Regions from separate parts of the Bombyx mori genome. Here region 2 is linked to region 1. The links are chromatin contacts, called in public Hi-C maps. All regions are on one chromosome and are shown on one strand. The core of a region is the stretch at or near the end of the contact, and the rest is flanking DNA. Distances in the headings are between cores, read along the strand shown.

What was found. A called contact is a pair of places that touch in the nucleus more often than the background predicts.
Region 2: a contact with region 1 is called in a Hi-C map of midgut, with 2.7 times the contacts expected there. The contact joins the promoter of LOC101742766 here to the enhancer-like site in region 1. A contact is called at or near these places in 2 of 7 Hi-C or Micro-C datasets (midgut and whole pupa).

What each region holds. Positions count from the first base shown.
Region 1 is chr20:2,676,160-2,682,033 of ASM3026992v2, reverse strand. All of the region lies in intron 2 of LOC101742624 (dystonin), which reads left to right. Among protein-coding and RNA genes, the nearest start is that of LOC134200724, 28 kb to the left of the region's middle. Within about 2 kb of position 2,418, at least 4 of the 8 cell types and tissues checked have open chromatin away from gene starts, as enhancers often do.
Region 2 is chr20:2,720,902-2,726,595 of ASM3026992v2, reverse strand. It overlaps LOC101742766 (protein Cep89 homolog), which reads right to left and starts at 2,973. Exons shown (of 15, transcript XM_062674297.1): 1 at 2,894-2,973; 2 at 2,418-2,508. It overlaps LOC101742624 (dystonin), which reads left to right. Exons shown (of 111, transcript XM_062674251.1): 2 at 2,143-2,222. LOC134200731 (a long non-coding RNA gene) reads left to right here and starts at 3,871. Exons shown (of 2, transcript XR_009975774.1): 1 at 3,871-4,146; 2 at 4,901-5,230.

The DNA of each region.
Region 1 (5,874 bases), core at 1,169-3,668:
CAAGAGGTCCTACCACCAGTCTAGGTGAGATCTAAGTCGTCTCACGACTGCTATGAAATATTCATAGTTTCTACTAGAAATAAACTCGACCAGTCTACTAACTAACATATCACGAAATTTTAAAACTAACTGTGATAGGATCCCGGATAAATAAATACAAGAGATATTGAATTGTCACGTAAATCCCTGTATTGTTTCGTTCAAAAATTGCTTGTCCCCGCACTGTTTATTGTCAAGTTCAACAAACCGGGAAGAGAGTTATTTTAATCTCACCATGAACCGCCCTGTCTCTGGGTTGCCATACATTTAACAGTGTCAAGATTTTTTATTATTATTTATCTAGTTACAGATTTTTTTACACGCTTTATATTAGCTTCACTTGTATGTATGTTTGTAACTGACTCCTTTAGACGCGATTTTGACCCCCTTTAAACGGCCAGATTTCATTCAAACTTTGTAGATTTATCGAGGACCGATGACAATACACTAATTTGATAAGATTATTTTCCTACCTAAGCCTTGAGATGCTATGTTGTTACAGATTTTTTTTTTCTTGCCTATGCTTATAGCCTATAGGCTATGTCAGCGTAGCCCTAACAAGTAGGTGAGCTCGCGGGGCTCAAACCTGACGACGTTGCTAACACTAGCCCTAGCGAGAGCAGTGCTTCGCATAATCTACCACCGGCTCGGAAACGCGACCCACTGAGAAGATCTGGCGGTTACGGATATGTGGAAGAGTGAATGTCGGATAAAATTACGGAATCGTTATGATATTTGTAAGCGTGTGTCAGTATAACTTCTAGGTAGATGACATAATGACATGTCAAACGAGGCTTGTGGAGAGTACTTAACGGTAGGCAGCGGCTTGGCTCTGCCCCTGTCATGGCCAACGTCCATGAGCGACGATAACCACTCACCATCAGGTGGGCCGTATGCTCGTCTGCCTACAAGGGCAATAAAAAAGGATTTGGCGCCAAAGCCGACAACCATTTTCGGTCGGAAATGAAAACAGACCTTAAAGATGTTTAGCATTCGAAGTCTAAGTGAGATCTTTGTCATCTTATTTCCCGCACCCACACCAAAAACCTTTTTATTTATTTATTATATTTGAATAAATCCTATCGAAGTATTTCGTGTTGCTTGACTAAAGCATTCTGAACAATAAATACCTATTTAGTAGATTTATATTTGATGTTCTTGTTTTGGATCCTAACGCTTGGATTCGATGTTTTTAATGCACTGTGAGACAAAATGACCACAAACTCGATCGTAAGTGAGCACGGTAAATCGACAAGTTAACGAGAGAGGATATGTCGGCATTTTGGAGGGTAAGCGGACAAAAATATCTTTTGAAAGGCACTTAAAATGCTCTGCTCTGTTAAGCTGATGCGATGATAAGAAAGAGACTTCATGATCTAAAACAATTCCACAGAGTACTATTTAAGATGCGAACTCAGAAAAATCAAAATCTCCGTAGACCAAGATAAAATAGATTTGTCACGTAAGGTGGTTTTAGCGGTAGGCAGCGGCTTGGCTCTGCCCCTGGAATTGCTGAAGTCCATGGGCGACGGTAACCACTCAGCATCAGGTGGACCGTATGCTCGTCTGCCTACAAGGGCAATAAAAAAAACCTAACAATTTGTCAAAAATAGAATTTTTAATATGGCAACACTTAACTATCCATTTTATTACCGCACCGTGGCTCCTTCGCGAGTACATAAAAGAGCTTTTTTTGTTTTCTAAAAGTTAAGTGCGTCTGTTAACACTCAAGATAAAATCTCTTATAACATAACAAGCATACTGCAGTAATTATTATAGCACGAGTGATGGCTCTCAAAGTTGTGAACTTTTTTCGTATCTTGAATCGTGAAATTTTATTTCGGTAAATATTAATTCATTGAATTGCCGTAACCTTGTCTAAAAGATTTGTAAGGAAATTATTGATTTGCTTACAAAAACTTATCGCGTAATCTATACAAATAAATAAAATTGGAGTGTCTGTTTGTAATAATAAAATAACCACTTTTTACTAAATGCGTAAGTATGTATAAAAAATACATATACCAATTTTTCTTTTTTTCTTTTGTGTCTGTTTGTCTGTCTGTTTGTTCCGGCTAATCTCTGGAACGGCTGGTCTTAACTACCTTTTTTAGACTAGCTTCGCCCCGCGGCATGACCTGCGTTACGACAATAACCGCGGGTTACAAACCCGAGTAAAAAACCCGCAACGTTAATGGGTTTTTGTAATATCCAATCCAAATCTATACCGATTAAAAACCCAACTACCATCTTTCGATTAAAACAATCCGGCTTAAAATGAAAATGAATCTTACTTCTATAAAACTCATATTATCACAGAATACTTTACTATTTGAACTAAAAAGATTCCCGAATTCTCTAAACAAATAACCGCATAGTGTCAATAATATGATATCACAGTGACGTCATCATGATATGACCAAGCCCGAGGTCATGCAAAAGCCGTAAATGACATCATCAATTTAATTCATCATTACCGATCCACTAATATATAGAAAAGGAATTTTTGTTAAGTTTGTTGTGAATAGTGTTCTATGCATTTGAGTTTCACTTAATCGATTCAGTTGAAAGTTTGAGAACCGTGTTCCTTTAAGACTAGGTTATTGTTTTAGTAGCATCAACACACGACAAGTGTAGTAGTTCCAAGAAGCATGTAACTTTGAGGTATCTACGCTGCCCTTTTTTTTTAAGTTAAATACTTAAAACTCAGACTCAAAACTTTTAGAGGCGTCTTAGAAACATGCAACCCAAACTGCATTTTGATGGATTTTAATTGCTTAGCGTCATTTCTGTCCGAAATCCAGGATGCTGACGTACTCGCCGATAGTTGGGGAATACTTTTTCCAAAATAATGTTATTTTTAGCATAATAATAGTAATTAATAATTTTAATAATGTTTTTTGTGTTAACGAGTCAGGCGTTTTGGTGCAAACTGTAAGCCTGACTTTTGAATTGAATGGAAAAAATAAATATTATGTATGTTATATATACACATATGTTTAAGTAATATCACCTTGCCCGGGACACCAGGCTAAGTGGCCCCTTGCTGTGTTGTGCTGTGCAGTCAGTGTGTGCCCAAAGTGCGTGTGTTGAATCTAGCGGTGCTGTTTCGGGGTGGAGACATTCCGAGCAGTGAAACGCGGGACCCGGGACCAGGTAAGTGGATCGACACTTCTTTCTTTAAACACCAGTTTAATACGGGTAGGTGTCGACCAGCCTGTGAAAGCTGCGTCGCCGTTTTATTTGGATATAAAACCGGCGAACGTTAGCGCCATCGAGTCTGGCCTCCCTGTGTCACTCCCAGTCCTCTCCTACCCCTCGGGGTTAGGCGGGGCGGTCGCTAAACCCGGTAAATTGGTCTAGTTATTAAGGTTTGATGGCGCTGGAACCCCTGTAATACCAGTTTAGCTTAGTTAAAATTTAGAATAGTTTAGATTAGTTTCATTCATTATTTTTACAACTTAGATTAAATTAAATTAATTTTTGTAATATAGTACTGTGTAAATAATTGGCGCTGCTGTAGCTTTAAAAAAATTTTTTTCATATCTACCCACTTTTAGCAAAATATTTTTTTTAGCATTTAATTTTACGTAGATAGTAAATTCTGGTATACCGGCCGACCTTCTTAAGTGGTCTCTTATTAGATACAGTAATTATTTAGTTTTCCTTTTGTTATTTTTGTAGTTTTAGTAGGGTTCTGGTAGGGTGTTCCCGCCATCCTTTTGTTTACAGGTTCTTCAAGTTTTATGAAATTTTGTTTAGGTTATAGTTTATTTTAATTATTATTCTATTTTAATTACTTGGTTGACTGGGTTGCTGCAGGGTGTGGTGTGGCTGACCGGAAGGTGGGGATTTCACGGTCCCGAATATTTTTCGGAACCGTCAAATCTGGGACCACCGGTCTGTCGACATACGCTGGGGTAGTCCGTGTTGGCCGGAAAGAGGAATAGATATAATTACATATATATTTACACACATTATACTTCTTATTCATTTATTGATTTATAGTAGCGTAATTAAATGTTGTTTTATAGAATTGGTATTATTAGTATTATCAGTAGTATTATATTTAGTTTTTGAATTCATTTATTATTATTGTATATTATTATAGCGGTGGATACTCACTGACCCCACTATTGTTCCATATCTTTTAATGTACATTTGATTATCATTACCCATAAATAGTTATTAGTCCATTTAAATTACAGTCTTTTAATCTTATTATTTAATATTAAATTTAGTTACTCTAATTCAATTTTTGTTTACTGTTACCAATTTACTTTGAATATTATTTATATGGTCGGTCGGTAACTAGCAAAAACATTCAGCTTGACCGAATTGATTTCCCTGGGGATCCAATGACCAATTAAGCCTGCTAGACCTTAATATCATGTCTGGGGGAAATTCACCCCCGCTCATCAGCACTCCCGGCCCGTCTCACAAGGGACGACAGGTGATGCCTCAATCAAGCAGATACCAACCAACGCCAGCAGCTCGCATAGGCTCGATGGGACTCGGGACGGACAGTCTGCCCGGGCCTTCGGTCGCGGCCCAGAGGACTCTGAGGATCGAACCGGAGGAAGATAACCTTCCTTCGTTGACCGATCCCTCTGGGCCCTCTCGGCCGCGGAAGAAGGCCAGGTCCGAGTCTGACCGAGGCTCATCGAGCGATAAGGACAAGCGTCCCAGACTAGGCCCTTCCTCCAGATCGGAGGGGGAGGATAGTTCGACCACGTCCTCGGCTCATTCCTCGACAGAATCAGTCACTCCCTCCTCGTCCAGATCTTCGTCCCCCTCTGGGAGTCCAATCCCAGCTAAACCAACTCCGAAACCTAGGGCTCCCGCCAGGACAGGGATAGCCCTAAGGCAACAACGATCCCCTCCTCGTTCTCCCTCCCCAACGCTTTCCCCTATCCCGGTAGACTCAACCCGAGGTGCCCCCGCCCTAAGCGGCACGGCGGGTAACCTGGATTCGACCAGGTATATGGACCTCGAGTCTACCAGACCACACGTCCCAAAGCCCAATCCCACTCCTTCTACCTCCTATGCTGCCATGGCAGCTAGGCCAGGTGTTCCCACCACCCAGAGGACTTCCCAATCCTCACAAATTCCTCCCCCGAGGCCGAAGGGTCGTGCCCAGGAGGTACTGCGCCGACACCCGCCAATTATGGTGGAGGCCCTTCCAAATTGGTCCCGCCACATGGCGGCCATTAGGGAGCGCCTAGGCCGCGCCCCCTCGGCGCGACCCTTCGGCGCCGGTTTTAGATTTCTGCCGACGTCGGTGGAGGAGTATAGGGCGGTCCAGGCCTACCTGTCGGAGGCCTCTGCCAGGGACAGTGCCATTAAATGGTACTGTTACGCCCTGGCGGAGGAGATGCCTTCGAAGGTGGCGGTCCGGGGCCTCCCTGCCGACACCGACGAGGCAGAAATCGTCAATGCCCTGAAGGAGCTGGGATTCCCGGCTCGATATGCCAGGTGCATTAGGTCCCAGAGAGGGCGTCCGGGCTGCGTGTTTCACGTAGCCCTGGATCACCTCTCGAAGGACGGTCTCGCCCGCTTGTACGCAGTCAACGAACTGCTGTACCTGCCGGGGGTGACGGTGGAAGGATGGCGTCCAACCCGAGGACCTGCGCAGTGTCATCGCTGCCAGGGCTTCGGACACGCCTCCTACAACTGTCATCGTGCGGTCCGTTGCGTAAGGTGTGCCGGGGAGCACATCGTAGCGGACTGCCCGAGGCCGAGGGACGGCCCATTCTCCTGTGCTAATTGCGGGAAAGACCATTCCGCCGTCGACAGACGGTGTGCGGTCTACCGCAAACGGGCCAGGATGATGGG
Region 2 (5,694 bases), core at 1,724-4,223, 44 kb before region 1:
GTTGAATTCATCAGGGCATATCTAAGTGTCCTAAGAGAATACATAATTGCCTGAGGGATAAGACACTCGATGTGTTTAAATTAAAGGATACGCCCACGCCGGCTTTCAATCAATGATGCAGGTAAAAATATTTAATGAAATTCGTACCTAACCCATGTTGGTAAATGACTTCCACAATGAAGGAATACATTAATGTAATAGTAATCTAAACCGGAAAAACATAATTTGCGTAATAACTGCTTGTAGGGCGTATTGTAAGCTTGCCAGCAATTAAGTTTGATTAGGGCGTTAGCTATTTCTGCCGCAAAGCATTAATTCTTTCCGGCTTGTGGGGTTGAACTAGCTATGACAATGAGTTCTGGTTCCCACTTAAAATCAGATGGATCGTGAGTTTGCTGCCTGTCTGTTCCTACAGACAGGCAGCAAACTCACGATACGACGGGATATTTAAGGGGGAAGATGTTATAGGTGAAATAGTTGACTATATTGCCGAAATGCCTACCGTTAGGAGTAGGCATTACGCAGTTCCAGCTTGCTCATAGATTATACACTTAAAGCTTGGTACTGATATTACTGCTGAAGACTTTACAGAAAAAGTACAGCATGTGGTAGACAAGCAGATACGACAACGACCATAACTTGTCAACGTAATCTTGTATATGGTGAAGTTAAATAAAACCTAGGCAATTTCTTTGCAAACGTTCATTAATTTCAAGCTGTGGCGAACTTCACTACAGACTAATAATTTTATGTTTTTTTTATTTTTTTTATTGCTTATATGGGTGGACGAGCTCACAGCCCACCTGGTGTTAAGTGGTTACTGGAGCCCATAGACATCCACAACGTAAATGCGCCACCCACCTTGAGATATCAGTTCTAAGGTCTCAAGTATAGTTACAACGGCTGCAACTCCCTACAAACCGAAACGCATTATTGCTTCACGGCAGAAATAGGCAGGGTGGTGGTACCTACCCGTGCGGACTCACAAGAGGTCCTACCATCAGTAAAAGTTACTGATAAAATTACTGTTACTTACTTTAATAAAAACTTTTATTTACTCAATGCCCATCACTATTTGAAGGGAACGCGAGGAGAGACATTACAAGGACTAGAATATTTTATTTTCTTCAGGTTTAAACATTTATCAATGGTGGCTTGTGAAGCATTTATCATCAGTGAACTTATTGCAAGTGAGGGAAAATGAAACCTTAATCTCTGAGTTTGGCTTTTCGGTTTCTGTCAAAACTTCTGCCATCTCTGTTAACTCTCACTGCTTTACCAGAATATTACTTCACCTCATCTCTTAACATTCCATTTCATTTAATTTCAATTCATTTCTACCCAATTGGTCACAATTTCAGATAGGTAATCAACTTAATTTCATTTTTAATAAATAAATTCGACACTAGTAGATATAAAAGGAATAAGATTTGCGTAAAAGACTAGACAATGAAATAATAATTTATTAAGTCCACTGACTTTAAATACTGCCATCTGTACAATCCATTTGTAAGCGCTTAGAAATTATCTTCAAATATTTTAACATAGATGGAACTAGCAGCAACAAGCTCTTTAATGTTAGACCATTACACCACCAAAAAATAAACCTGCTTGCTTAGCAAACCCCTAATGTATTGATGTGAAAATTTAACTTTACTGTATTATATTGAAGTGAACATGCGCCAAAACAGCTGAGTGATAACAGCGACGTTTTGCGGCTTTTTCTCGAACTAGACAGTCGCATCATGTCAGTCCGCCGGCTCGGTGTATGACGCTCAACGAATTCTATAACCTATAAATCGTTTGTTGTCACTCCGTCCCTTTGAACAGGAGTTTGTTGCAGTCAATCTTAATATTTTTTTCTTGAATATTAGTGCTATGCAAGTGTTGATTATATTGTTAAGCTAACAGTTTTTAAGGGTATTGAAGCGCGCTGTGATATGCGCTAACTTTATTGATTTTCATGTTACAATGAACGTAACGTATTGTTTACTTTTTATTTGTATTATAATCTAAAACATGTGTTTGTTGTGTAATATTCGGTGGTAGTGTTGTGCTGTGATCAATTCAATTATGTGCGAGAGTTCGCGCGAGACTTCGTGTTTTGGATGACAGAAAAATGGAATTCGAAAACGATTTCAGCTTGAAAGAATGGGCGAAGGACAAGCCTTTGTCCATTCTGCAGTTGGACCCGGCCGACCGTGCAGTCCTCAGGATAGCAGGTCGGTTTTATGCTCTTACGTAGCTATACATATTTTTTGTTTTATAAAACAGACTTTTTGTTGTAATCGGGTCACGTTATCATACGTACATGTATAACGATAGTGACGACAGTTTTTTGATTAATGTTTGCACACGCGCATGATAAAGTTGTATATTCAGCGTATAGTGTATGAAAAGTTATCTAAGCTGTTTACCTGACGCCTTCAGATTTCATCCGCTCACTAAATACAGTTGTTTTTTTTGCGTTCACGGCCTCGACTAACTTTGTTTTCACTTTCATCCATTCTGTACAATTTTTTATTCTACATTATTAATTCTCATAATATATGTTCTTTAAAATTGAAAGGATTCAATGAATAACAAATGCGTACATGCATGTATGTAAGTTCAAAGAACAAAAAAAAAGGTTATACACGATGGCGGGTAAACTTATTACATAGGTAGGTACGCGCCGGTTTTACCCATTGAATAGGCGCCGAACAAAAACTGGAATACCCATTTCCCCGTGTGAATTTCTCATGGTACGAATCGTGCAAGAAAATAAATTTACTGTTAGTAAATTAACAATAATTTACGAGATTAATTTCGAAAGGCAAGTCAATAATTTATGTAGTATTCGAAGACACTGTTTCTTCAAAAATAGTTGTTCTAATTCGGAAATTCTTATTACCATAAACAATTTTCGTATTTCAAATTATTCATTATAAATACCAACGTTTAACATTTCAAATTCGAATTTCTATTAATAAAACAGCACACGATGGCGCAACGCTCAATGATAACGATTTAGCATTTTGAAATGTAGCCTACGCTGCGATACTTAGTACCTACCCTAGTTTTATACGCTACCTTTCATTTTGTTGCAAGTTATACCAACCAAATATGTAAGTAATACCAACCAAATAATAAATAAGCTGATAGAAAATCGTATGTAGGTATTCTGAATTTAAAAATAGTTTTTAGTGCTAGGCATTACCTATTCGTTTTCCGTTCTGTATTTTATTGAATCTAAAATAGGTTTTTAAAAAATTCCTTTGCCTTTCGTACGGAATAAAACCAAGCGGCCCATAGTATTGCGATCACGGTCGCTCGTGATCATAGCCAATTCTAAGGGAACAGCCAAGCCGCTGTTTGGAAAAAACTATAGCGGCAATCTATGTATAAACCCGAAAGCCGGCACGGGTAAGCACCATTATCCTGCCGCGTGGCGTTCCGGTTTGTGGATGGGACAGTCATTACAAAAATACATTTAGAACTTCGACTCGTGTTCCAAGGTGGGTGGACTTCACTTTCTGATATTCCATGACGGTAACCAACGTACTAGATGAGCAGAGTAAGCATTTTTCACATTTACAATTTTTTATTATTATAAAAACGTATGTATAATCTAAAATACCCTCTCAAATAATCTTATCTGTACAAGAATGTTGGTTTTGTTTTAATCACACCTTTGAATGTCGAAGAAACGTCTACTCGCTGCGGTAATGACAAATACTTACATATTTATTAATAGTTTTATTATAGGGTAGTTTTAATTTTTCAAATCCGTTATTAGCAAATTCAATTTGCACTCAGAATCGATGCCACGATCGCATCGATGTATTTAAATTACATAATTGGTAATGAAAATCACAATACATAGAAAACTATAAGGCTTATTAGAGTTTAACATCTAATAAATATTTCAATTCTTTGATCGAGTATAAAGAAGTACGTACTTGGACTACCTATTATAAGAATAGGTATATTCAATATCACGACCTCATGAAAACACTACAGGAATATAACACCGAGCACAAACTTGGGATTCGAGTTTCAAATTTAAACTTCGAACAATGAATGAATTCCTTATCCTGTTGGCTGAAGAAAAATGGCTCCATTGTTTTCAAACGAAACCTGTTCGACCTACGAACTCTCGTACAGGTTATAGATGATTGTTTATTGGGTGCAATGACGTTTAGTTTTTAGTAACATTGAATGTTTCATAACCCTTTCAAGAAGAATATAGCGCCGATGAGGGTATGCCTATAATGGAAGTGAAAAAAGGAGGCGTCCTTTTTTTTTCTTTTTTCTTTTTATTGATACACAAAACAAATTACAACCATAGAAATTATAAGTATAAATATTTAACATAACAATGATTTTTATTTCTTTCATGATCGTTAAGGTAATTAATTATAATCTTGAAAACGATTGAACTGAATATCTTTAACGGTAGGCAGCGGCTTGGCTCTGCCCCTGGCATTGCTGACGTCCATGGGCGACGGTAACCACTCACCATCAGGTGGGCCGTATGCTCGTCTGCCCACAAGGGCAATAAAAAAAAAAACTTAATAGTTCTTTTTCTCTACGTGTTCGCTCGTAGCCTAAGAGGCTATTAGCCCTAGCAAGAGCAGGACTTCGCTGAATCTACCATGGGATCGGAATCACGACCTGCTGAGTAGATCCGGCGTGAAAGTCAGTGGGCTGTGTTTTCGGGATCTTAATAGACCAAATGAGGTTTCCTAGGAAATATTATCGTCAGGTTTGAGCCCCGTGAGCTCACCTACTAGCCCGGCGACGCTGACATGGTCTCTCTAGACCATCAGCTTAGGTAGGAAAAAAGAAGTAAATATTTACAATTGTGACTTCATAGGTGACACTGGGATCAAATTCTATGGTTTTTGTATGTTTTCAGTGCAAGCAACGATTGCCAGACGCGCTAATCAATAATTGGATTACATGACGTTCATTTTCTCAAGGTACATGTTGACAAAAAGACATCTTTGTCTTACCAAAGTACCTCGTAGTTCTGGATTTGATATTGTATGTTATAGAATTAGGTACTTAGTAAAATTTTGCACCAGATACGGAACGAAATAATTTATTAAAAATTTAAAGTCTTAAACCTTTTTCGTTTCATGCTACCTCAGTATGTAACGAATGTACTTGAATAATTTTATTAATTTATTAAAAATGTATACACGACAGTCCGGAAATGTTTATCTAATAAATAATAAAGGATATATTTTCGTTGTTTTCCACATTACATTAAAGCGTTAAAATGTTAATAATAAGTTGAAACGAAATACGACGTTGAAACAATACGAATTTTTGTTGACACAGGTGAAGGAACCCTTTGTTCTTACAGCCGCCGCCTGAAAAACTATGAATATTTTATCTATGCAGTAAACAATATGCAAATTTTTCCGAACATTTAAAAAAAATCGATAATAGGTGCAAATTCGGATATCGAACACGACTTTCCTTTGTTGACTTTACGAGTAAATTTCCAAATGCAATAGTAAAATAAATATCGGTGTTGCCATACGACAAAAATCAATCAATCGAAACATCGTAACGACCTCACCAGTGTTTCCAACTAATTTACGTAGCTTTTTTTTGTTGTTTTTCACGCTTCGGACCTGCTTTCACCATTGTGCGGTCATTCCATTACTACTCCAACGGGTTCAAACGACTGTGACGTAGAAA